Linked DNA regions of Mus musculus: region 1 is linked to region 2. A link is a contact called in public promoter capture Hi-C data. All regions are on one chromosome and are shown on one strand. Each heading gives the region's core, a stretch centred on a gene start, on an enhancer-like site or on the middle of the called end of the contact. The rest is flanking DNA. Distances are from core to core; before and after follow the strand shown.

Region 1 (4,979 bases), core at 1,194-3,693, 350 kb before region 2:
TCAAAGCATCACACCAGAACTGTAGGAGTCCAAATTTATAATAAACTGTCTTTAAAAAAAAGATAGATAGATAGATATACAGACAGACAGACAGATAGACAGATGACAGAGAGATTCATTCTATAAGTGCTGTTATTCTGAGAACCCCAATACAGCAACAAAATATGAAACAGTGAGGAATAAACTTAACTGAGGATGTAAACCCAGCAAATAAAATTACAAAATGATGATAAGACAAGCTAAAGAGGAAACTGGTGAGAAGCAGCCTCACGTTCATTGACTGAAGGAAACATGGCTGCTTCAAGGCACGCATAGATCTGGAGAGATGGCTCTGTCTAGAGGATCTGGGCTCAAGTCTCAACCCACATATCAGCTCTGAATTGTCTGTAATTCCAGTTCCAGAAGATCTGAAACCATCATCTGGCCTCCAAGGGCAGTGCATGCCCGGGGTGCACAGACGTTCATGCAGTCAAAACACCCATACACACTAAATAAAAAGAATGTTTTTAAAGGTAAACATAGTTTTTTCTATTTCATCCAATTTGTAGGTGAGGCTTTCCTCTGGGGCTTTTTGTTTGATTGACTGAGTTCTTTGTTTAGTTTAACTTTAGTTTGGCTTTTCTTTAGCAATCCTATTTTTTAAATTAAATTCTATTTTCAGATATTTGAATTGTTTTCATAATTTCATTAAACTTTTTGTATTTTTGTGCTCTTCATTGAACCAACTTCTCATATGCTCTCCAAGGAACCTATTTCTAATTGCTATGTTGAAGCCCCTATCTTGCACATCAGCTAAATTTCTCTTCTCATTGACTATTACACTGGGGTACTGCTTTCTGGGGGAGGAATGGTGTCTTGGTTGCTCATGCTTATATTTTTGTGATCAGAAGTAGGCACTTGGATCCAGACACATTTGTGGTGTTTCTCGCTGTGATATCTGGCCTTTTCTTGGTTGGGTGATGCTCGGGTCTTTGTTTGCAGCTACCCAAACTGTCAGGTTGTGGACCAACTGATGAAGCTTAGTATTCAGGTTTGGGACCACACTGTGTTTCTGAGTTCACACTTCAAGTGGTCCCAAGATCGGCACGGGAGGTTGGGTTGTTGATAAGTGTGAAGACAGGTAGGGAGAGGACTGGCTTTGGATACTTCTACCTGGGGTAGACCAGACTTGTTTGGACCACATGACATCCCAGGGACCAGTTTTGGGGACTGGTGATTGAGAGTCAGGCAGGCTGGTAGGCTGGGTCTTAGAGTTCCTTCCTGAATTTCCAGTCAGCTTTGGGGTTGGCATCTAAGCTGAAGTTATGGTTGGGACTCTGAGTTCAGACTCCAAGCAGTGCCACATCAGCTTGGTGTGGTGGCCAAAAGGTAAACAGGTAGGAAAGGGGGGTGGCATAGGTGGAGAGGGACTGACTCTGGATGTCTTTAAGTAGAATTTGGGGTCCAGCTTCAATCGGTTCTGGTTCTAAGGCCCAGTGGTGGGCCCATCAAAGTACCAATAACATTCTCCACTGTATTAGAAAGAACAGCTCTAAACAACTTTCCTTTTCTAATAGGAAAACATTAAAAGCTCTCCAATAGCCAAAGCCACCCTGACCCACATCATAGAGCTGGAAGTATCATAATCTTGACTTCAAAACATACTGCAGGCCTGCAAGAACTCAGTGGTTTAATAATAGATAGGGAGACACATATAGAAACTAGAAAAAAACAAACAAACAATGAATTTACATGTTCTTGACAAAAGTGTTAATAACATAACATTGAAGAAAAGACAGTTTCCCAATGTCACCATCTAATTCTTGACCTCTGTCTCTTACCTTATATAAATGTCATCTCAAAATGGATCCAGATCTGACATGTTAGATTGGAAACTCCAAAAACTGCTACAAGGAAGGCTTAGGCAGGAGTCATCATACTTGCCTTTGATCCCTGCACTCAGAGGCAGAAGTGGATGGGTCCGTGTGAGCTTTGAGGCCAGCTTGGTCTATGTAGGGAAATCCAGACCACCCAGGGCTACATCATGAAATCCTATCTTAAATCAAATAGAACCAAATAGACAGACAAAGACATATTTACAGACAATAGTATGGTTTTCTGGATAGGATCCCCAAACAATGGAAAGCAAAACCAAAACAAACAAATAAAAAGAAATTCACCAAATTTCTACACAGAAAAAAAAATGAACAGAGAGAGAGACAGCCTACAGGATAGGCGACACTTTTTGCCAAGTATTCATTTGGCAAAGGATTCATATCTGGAATACATAAGCAATTCTAAAACTTTATCATCAACAACAAAATAACACAATGTAGTCTTTAAAAAAATGAGCAAACAATCTGAGCAACACTTCCCGAAAGAAATCCAAATGACCCACATAGATAGGTATGCAAAAATGCTCAGCGTTATGAGTCATCGGGGCAATGCAAAAATCAAAACCACAGCAAGATTCCATCTTACTCAAGTCAGAAGGGAGAACTATCATCTACACAAAGAAGAGTAACCAATACTCGAAAGACTGTAAGAAGAAAATAATTCTTACTATTGGTGAGGATGTAAATCAGAGCACAGTACAGAGGACGACATGGAGTGTCCTCAGAAAACTAAAAGTTGACCTGTCATATCATTCAGATGTGCTACTCAGGGTCCAATCCAAAGCAAATGATGTACAACAAAAGCTACCTGCTGTACTGGCTGGGTCTGTGTGTCAACTGGACACAAGCTGGAGTTATCACAGAGAAAGGAGCCTCTCGTGAAGAAATGCTGAGATCCAGCTGTGGGGCATTTTCTCAATTAGTGATTAAGCGGAGAGGGCCCACTGTGGGTGGTGCCATTCCCCCGGCTGGTAATCTTAGGTTCTATAAGAAAGCAAGCTGAGCAAGCCAGGGGAAGCAAGCCAATAAGTAACATCCCTCCATGGCCCCTGCATCAGCTCCTGCTTCCTGACCTGCTTGAGTTCCAGTCCTGACTTCCTTTGGTGATGAACAGCAGTGTGGAAGTGTAAGCTGAATAAACCCTTTTCTCCCCAACTTGCTTTTTTTGTCATGATGTTTTGTGCAGGAATAGAAACCCTAACTAAGACACCTGCATATCCATGTTTGTAGACTAGTAGAGGTGATAACTAAGATAGGGAGGGGGACTGGCTTTGGATATTTCTAACTGGGGTCCTTGATTGGCCTGCATGACATCCCAGCGATCAGTTTTGGGGACTGGTGGTTGAGAGTAAGCAGGCTGGTAGGCTGGGTCTCAGAGTTCCTTCCTGAATTTCCAGTCAGCTTTGGGGTTGGCGTCTAAGCTGAAGTTATGGTTGGGATTCTTGAGTTCAGACTCCAAGCAGTGCCACATCAGCTTGGTGGGTAGAGTGGCCAAAAGTAGTTGCCTAGGTGCCCAACAACAGATGAATGTGTGCCAGCACAACACACCCCCTGCCCCACTGGAATATCCAGCCCTCTGCAACTAAACAGATGGAGCTGGGTGTTAAGAGAAACTCATGAAACAGAGAAAGACAGGAACTATGTCTTTCTCATATGTGGAAGTTAATAAATGTCAATGGGAAAACAGAACAGTGATCACTAGATTCTGGGAAGTGTGTGTGTGTGTGTGTGTGTGTGTGTGTGTGTGTGTCTGTGTGTGTGTAGGAGAAAGGGAGGGCAAATCTTATCAGGTTGTATTATATAAATATACATGCAAATCTTATACTGAGCCCTATTTATGTGTTCAACTGGTACATGCTTACAACAGTCTTTCTTTCTTTTTTTTTTTAAGTGAGAAATTAAAACACCCATATCTTCCATTTATCCAGCCAATCACTCTTAGGTAGTAACTCAAGGAAGAAGGACATACATCAGAACAAAGACTTGTGTAAGACCATCATAGCAACTGTATTTGTGGAAAATAAGCTGTCCTATCCTCTTGGAATGGCCCTTCACAATAGAGAGAAGAAGACACTGATACAAGTCCTATACTTGATACAACAGTATGACCAATCTCCAAATGATGAAGCCAAGAAAATCATACAGAGAAAATACATAGTTTCCCTATTAATATAAAGTTATATGAAATAAAACTTATTTATAGCAAGAGAGAATAATCCAGAGGTTACATGGGGACCAGGACCCTGGGGTACATGAGAGGGAGGGTTAGTTACATGTGGAAGCTAAGTTTTCTGTGGGGGGGGATGTATATTGGGTGTTTATGGCTCATGAGTGTGCATACATTTGTGAAACCATGTCAAATTATGCACCGTAAGTATGCAGTTACATTTGCTTTGTCAATTATAATAAAACCACTTAAAATGAAATTTAGAAGGTAAATACAAACAAGGAGAAATAAGGATACAGGAAATCAGCATAATCAGGATCTCCAGTGATACAGTGCAGGGGTAAAGAGGTTAACAGAAGGAATGCTGGGAAAATGCTGAAAAGATGAGCACACCTCTGGTAGGACTTATCACATGGAAGAGAAAGTGTACATATATAAGATTGTATAGACAACACACACACACACACACACACACACACACACACCACTATGTATAATTAATTAAACAAGAATGTGACAAAGATTAAAGAGAATAAATTGTAACCTGTGGCAAAACAATGGGGGGAGGAAACACATAGGCATAAAATAAAAGAGTAAGGTAGAAACTGTAATGATAACTGTATTCTTACCTACTGCTGCCATAAGTGGGAAAGTGTGGTGATTGTGTAGGTAAGTTCTCTAAAACTTCCAAACCTTCATCCTCACTCTGCTTTGGTTTGTTCAGAAGGACATATGGATTAAGGAAGGAAGGGAGGGAGAGAGTGGTGGAGAGAGGGAGGAAAGAAGGGAAAAAGAAAAAAGGAAGAAGAGGGGAGGGATGGTAGCCAGGAGAGCTGGGGGGGGGGGGTGAACTCAGGGGGAGAGGGGAAGGGGTAGGGAACAGAGGAAGAGAAAGGAAATTTAGGCCATTCATTTTAGAAGTTCACTGTCGGTTTGCT
Region 2 (4,386 bases), core at 1,865-4,364:
TCCCCTTTGGGTCATTTCCCAGGACTGGGATGAGTGTGGGCTACTGCGCCCAACTGTTTTGCATGGTCTCTGGGGATCGAACTCAGGCCCTTATGCTTATGTCTCAAGCACTTCATGGAAGGACCAAACTTCCCAGCCTTCATTTCCTCTCATTTTTAATCTTTCGCACATTGTCTTTCCATATAAGTTTGTTTAGTCTTAAACATTTTTTTAAAAGAACAATATAAGAATTCTATGTCTGGGTGTATACTCCAAAAAAGCAGGGACTCTTTTTGTCATGTGATATTTAAAAACTCATGTTCACAGTAGCTTTGCTGACAACAGACAAAAGCTGGGGACAACCCATGTGTCCACTGACTTGACAAATGGCTAGGCAAAATGTCATCTTCTACATGAGGAAGAGTACAGTTCAGCCATGAAAAAGGAAGAGGGGGATTCTACAACATGCCGTGGTTTGATGTGTTTCTCCCACAAGGCTTTATTTGATCTAAACTTAGCCTTGAGTATCACCGTGTGAGAGACAGTAAAACCATTCAGAATGGGGCTAGACAAAGGTGATCCAGTCATATGCTACCATTGAAAGAGAGTAATGCTTATCCCATAGAGTGCTTTAGTCTCCATGAGAGTGTAAAGTCACCCTTTAAACCAGGAATGAAAATTAACTCTGCCCTGGGTCTCCAGCCTGCCAGTCTTCCTTGTAGATATTAGACTCTACCCTTGAGTCAAATCCTTAAAATTAATCAACTTTTAATCTCTCCACTCCCTTCACATTTTTCTCATCCTCTCTTGGCTTTTCCATCTCGTCTTTCTTCTCTTCCTTCCCTATTCCCATCCATCTATCTGTCCCTCCTACCTAAGCACATATACACATCTTATTGTTGTATGTCTCTGGAGAACCCTGGTATGATTTACATCCAACATTGCTTGTTAATCCAGTCTCCAACTGCCCTGTGCTTGTCATTGAACCCTTGACTCAGGGCAGTGGTTTTTTCTCGGTTATATTCAGCCCTATCTAGAGACACTGTGGGTGTTGTGTGGGTAGATCTAGTGTCTAGAGCCCAGACATGTGTTCCACATCCTGTAATGCTCAGCATCCTCAACCTTAAAAATTCACCAAACCTAACCTCTCAACAGTTGCCAAGGTTTAATAAGCCTGACTCAGACTTGGCTCTGGGGAAATACAAACTAAGGCAAGAATTAAATGAAGAAATTGCTAGACTAGGAAAAAAAAATTCAGAAAGTTAAGTTTTGCAGGCAGGAAGTAGCATATAGGAATGCCCATATTTGTAGACAAGGGACATTAGCAAGCCAAGCTATTAGGGCAACTTAAGAAATGCATTTAATGGGTTGTATTATTGAATGGGAACAAAACCCATGGGATTCACCTCTGCTTGATCAATTGCCACATGGAGAAACCAGGATTGATGAAGAGTCTAGTAAGATGGTTGACAACAGTCAGATTCTTCTGGGGGTGTTCCAAGAATAAACTAATGTGCTCCAGGCATCAGCCTCACAACTCACATTTTAGCAAAACAAGGACTGATTGTTTAACAACATTAAGTTCCATGGCAGTCCTAAAAGGTCACCGTTGACAAAAGTGCATGTGTGAATTCCCTGGTTGGCATCTGCATTCTTCCATTTTCCTTCTCCAGAGCCTAATTCATCTTTAAACACCCCAAGAAGTGAGCCTGTGTGGGGGAGACGTGCAGGAAAGTGCTTGTCATTTGAGCATGAGGGCTCCAGAGTTCCCTCTTCAACAGCTGTGTAACTGTTGAGAGCAGTGGAATACATCTGGGATGGTGGCACTGCAAGGCAGACAGGAAGATCCCTGGGACCTGCTAGCCAGCCAGTGTAGCTTGCTCAGATTCAGTGAGAGACCTTGTCTCACAAAATAGTATAAAGAATGTCTGAACGAAGAATAATACCTGCTATCAAACTCAAGGTGTCACACGCATGATACACAAGAACATACACACACAGATGAGCCCGATAGCATCTTTACGTGCTGTCTAGGAAGCACAACCATGCAATTTCCACATGCTAGTCCAGGAGACCTCTCTGCTGTGAAGTCTCTTGTGTCTCCTGAGCTGCTACAACACCCCACAGAGCACTGAGTTCTCTGGGTGTCAGAACTTAACAGACACTGTTGGGTGTGACAGTATCCTCTTCCCGCTCTCTGTTGTTCATTTACAGACAACCTCATTGCAGAGCCTTCCCTGGCGTCTCTGATAATGGGGTTGGATCCAGGGCAGAGAAGTGGGGCCAGCAGTTGGTGAGAAAATAAGTGACAGTCAAGGAGAAGCCTCCAAGAAAATGCTTCTGGCTGCCGTGCTAAGGCTTGGATTGATCTGACGCAGGGAGGCTCTTGGAGAGCTTGGGTATTAATGTGCCTAATTGTACAGCTTCCATGTATGAAGAGGGATCCTGTAGGGTGTACAGTCATCTGAAGCTCATGGGGTAGGATCGACGGGAGTTCAGCCTCGTGCCCTGTACAATATGTCGAGTAGAAGAACATCACAGATTAAAGCTCCATTTGTGTCCCTGAAAACACCAGACACTATTCTGGGACGGTAACAATAGCCTCGTGCCACATGATCCCAAGCCAACATGGTGCTTGCACGGAAGCATATCAGAACCTGTGGCTTTATAGATAACATTTGAAAAAAAATACTTGAAAGAGGAAAAAGTCAAATATTATATTTAGCTTTGAAAGCTCTAAGCTGAGACCCTTGTAATGAAAAAACCATTGGATTTTATTCTAATTTTATCTCTGTTAGGAATCATAGATTTGGAAGCATGACTTCATGGTACTGGGCCTTACTTTCCTCAACTTTAAAATAAGGAAATGTGCAGGAACTGCTCCGAGAGTGGTCCTATTAAACACTCTATTAAAATATCAAGACGCCGTATCATAAGGATACTTGATTTGGGGGTAACACTGGAAGCTGAAAAAGAATGATGGGAAATGAGACAGGAAAGAGACCAGACACCAGTGTCGTGCTCTTATGGGAAGATCTGCTCTGTTCTTTGGGGGTCGTCTGAAGCTGCATGAGAATGATGTAGGAATTTACCCATGAGGCACTGGGGATTCTTTGACAAATCCAACTGCCTTTCTCTGGAAGGGTGTATCTAGGACATCAGCCTACCCACAGTTCTGGGCTGCGTCTGTTACTGCCTTGCTTACCCTGCCCCCCACCCATAACTTCAGAGAAAGGAAAACGGACTGAGCCTCAGCACCCACACACCATGGCTGCCTTGAATCCAGGTGGGCTGAGCAGACCAGGCTTGGTACATCATAAGCGACACATTTATGTTAATTAGCCAGAGCACATTTACATCTTAATTTAGTGAATGGGAGAGTAGCAGGTGCACTAAATGTTTCTGTAAGCCTGGGATGAAAGTGAAGACAGTAAGTAGAAAATATAGTTTGCAAGACTGAACTAGAAAATCCTGTTAAGGAAGTGGGTTGGGAAGAGAGGCTAGACAGAGCCCAAGAGTAAATCAATGGGGAATCCCTGCTTTAGAATTACCCCTGTTTTGTCTCAGAAACAAATATAAAGTCAGAAATCAAGTGTGCCTTTAAATAGGTAGATAACCACAAATAAGTGTAACTTCAGTAGCCTATCAAGATAAATTGTGTTTAAGGCCCAGAATCTCACTCAGGGTATAATTTTTAAAAGGATGGAGCTAATTTAGAGATGCTGCGCATATATGCATAGGTCAAAGCAGGTATACAGTCGGGTCAAGGACTAGAAAACTGAAATTTTAGCAATGCATCCAATTCTACTTACATGGTTCCTCTTTCCTTCCGTTCACCTTCTCTCCGTGTGTGCATGTGTATATGTGTGTGCGTGTGTACTTGTGTTGTATGTAAACAATTATGTGGATGTATGTGCTTGTATATATAATATACATCCACAGGAGGAGGCCAGTGGGGGACATGAAGTATTTTACTTTACCACTCTCTGCTTGGCTGACTTGAGACAGGGTCTCTCACTGAAACAGAAGCCTATTGTTTTGTCTAGGCTGTCTGTCTGGTGAAATCTGTCTCACTACACCCACTCCTTTCAACATGCTGAGGTTGCAGACATACATAGCCACGTCTGACTTTGGATATGTGTACTAAAGATGCAAACTCACGTCCTCATGCCTTTACAGCATTTGGTTCTAACACACACACACACACACACACACACACACACACACACACACACACACACAGAGCTGCCAACACACATAGCCTTCCCGCTTTCAATCTTTCCAACGAGAATTTTCCATGTTCCTCAAAGATCATGTTCCCAAGAAAGGAATCCACTGACTATATGTTTCAAGTCACACCAGACCACAAGTCATAAATTTTTGGTAATGGCACAGATAGACCAAGTT

Evidence for each region. Promoter capture Hi-C pulls out the DNA fragments that hold promoters and counts their contacts.
Region 1: a contact with region 2 is called in a promoter capture Hi-C map of liver, with 4 times the contacts expected there. The contact joins the enhancer-like site here to the promoter of 4930595L18Rik in region 2. A contact is called at or near these places in 12 of 39 promoter capture datasets (the 3T3-L1 cell line, HPC-7-derived erythroid cells, cranial neural crest and 6 more).

Annotation. Positions count from the first base shown.
Region 1 is chr6:98,898,870-98,903,848 of GRCm38.p6, reverse strand. No RefSeq gene overlaps it. Among named protein-coding and RNA genes, the nearest start is that of Gm38865, 230 kb to the left of the region's middle. Within about 2 kb of position 2,443, at least 56 of the 459 cell types and tissues checked have an H3K27ac peak or open chromatin away from gene starts, as enhancers often do.
Region 2 is chr6:98,550,832-98,555,217 of GRCm38.p6, reverse strand. It overlaps 4930595L18Rik (a long non-coding RNA gene), which reads left to right and starts at 3,114. Exons shown (of 3, transcript XR_869302.2): 1 at 3,114-3,265.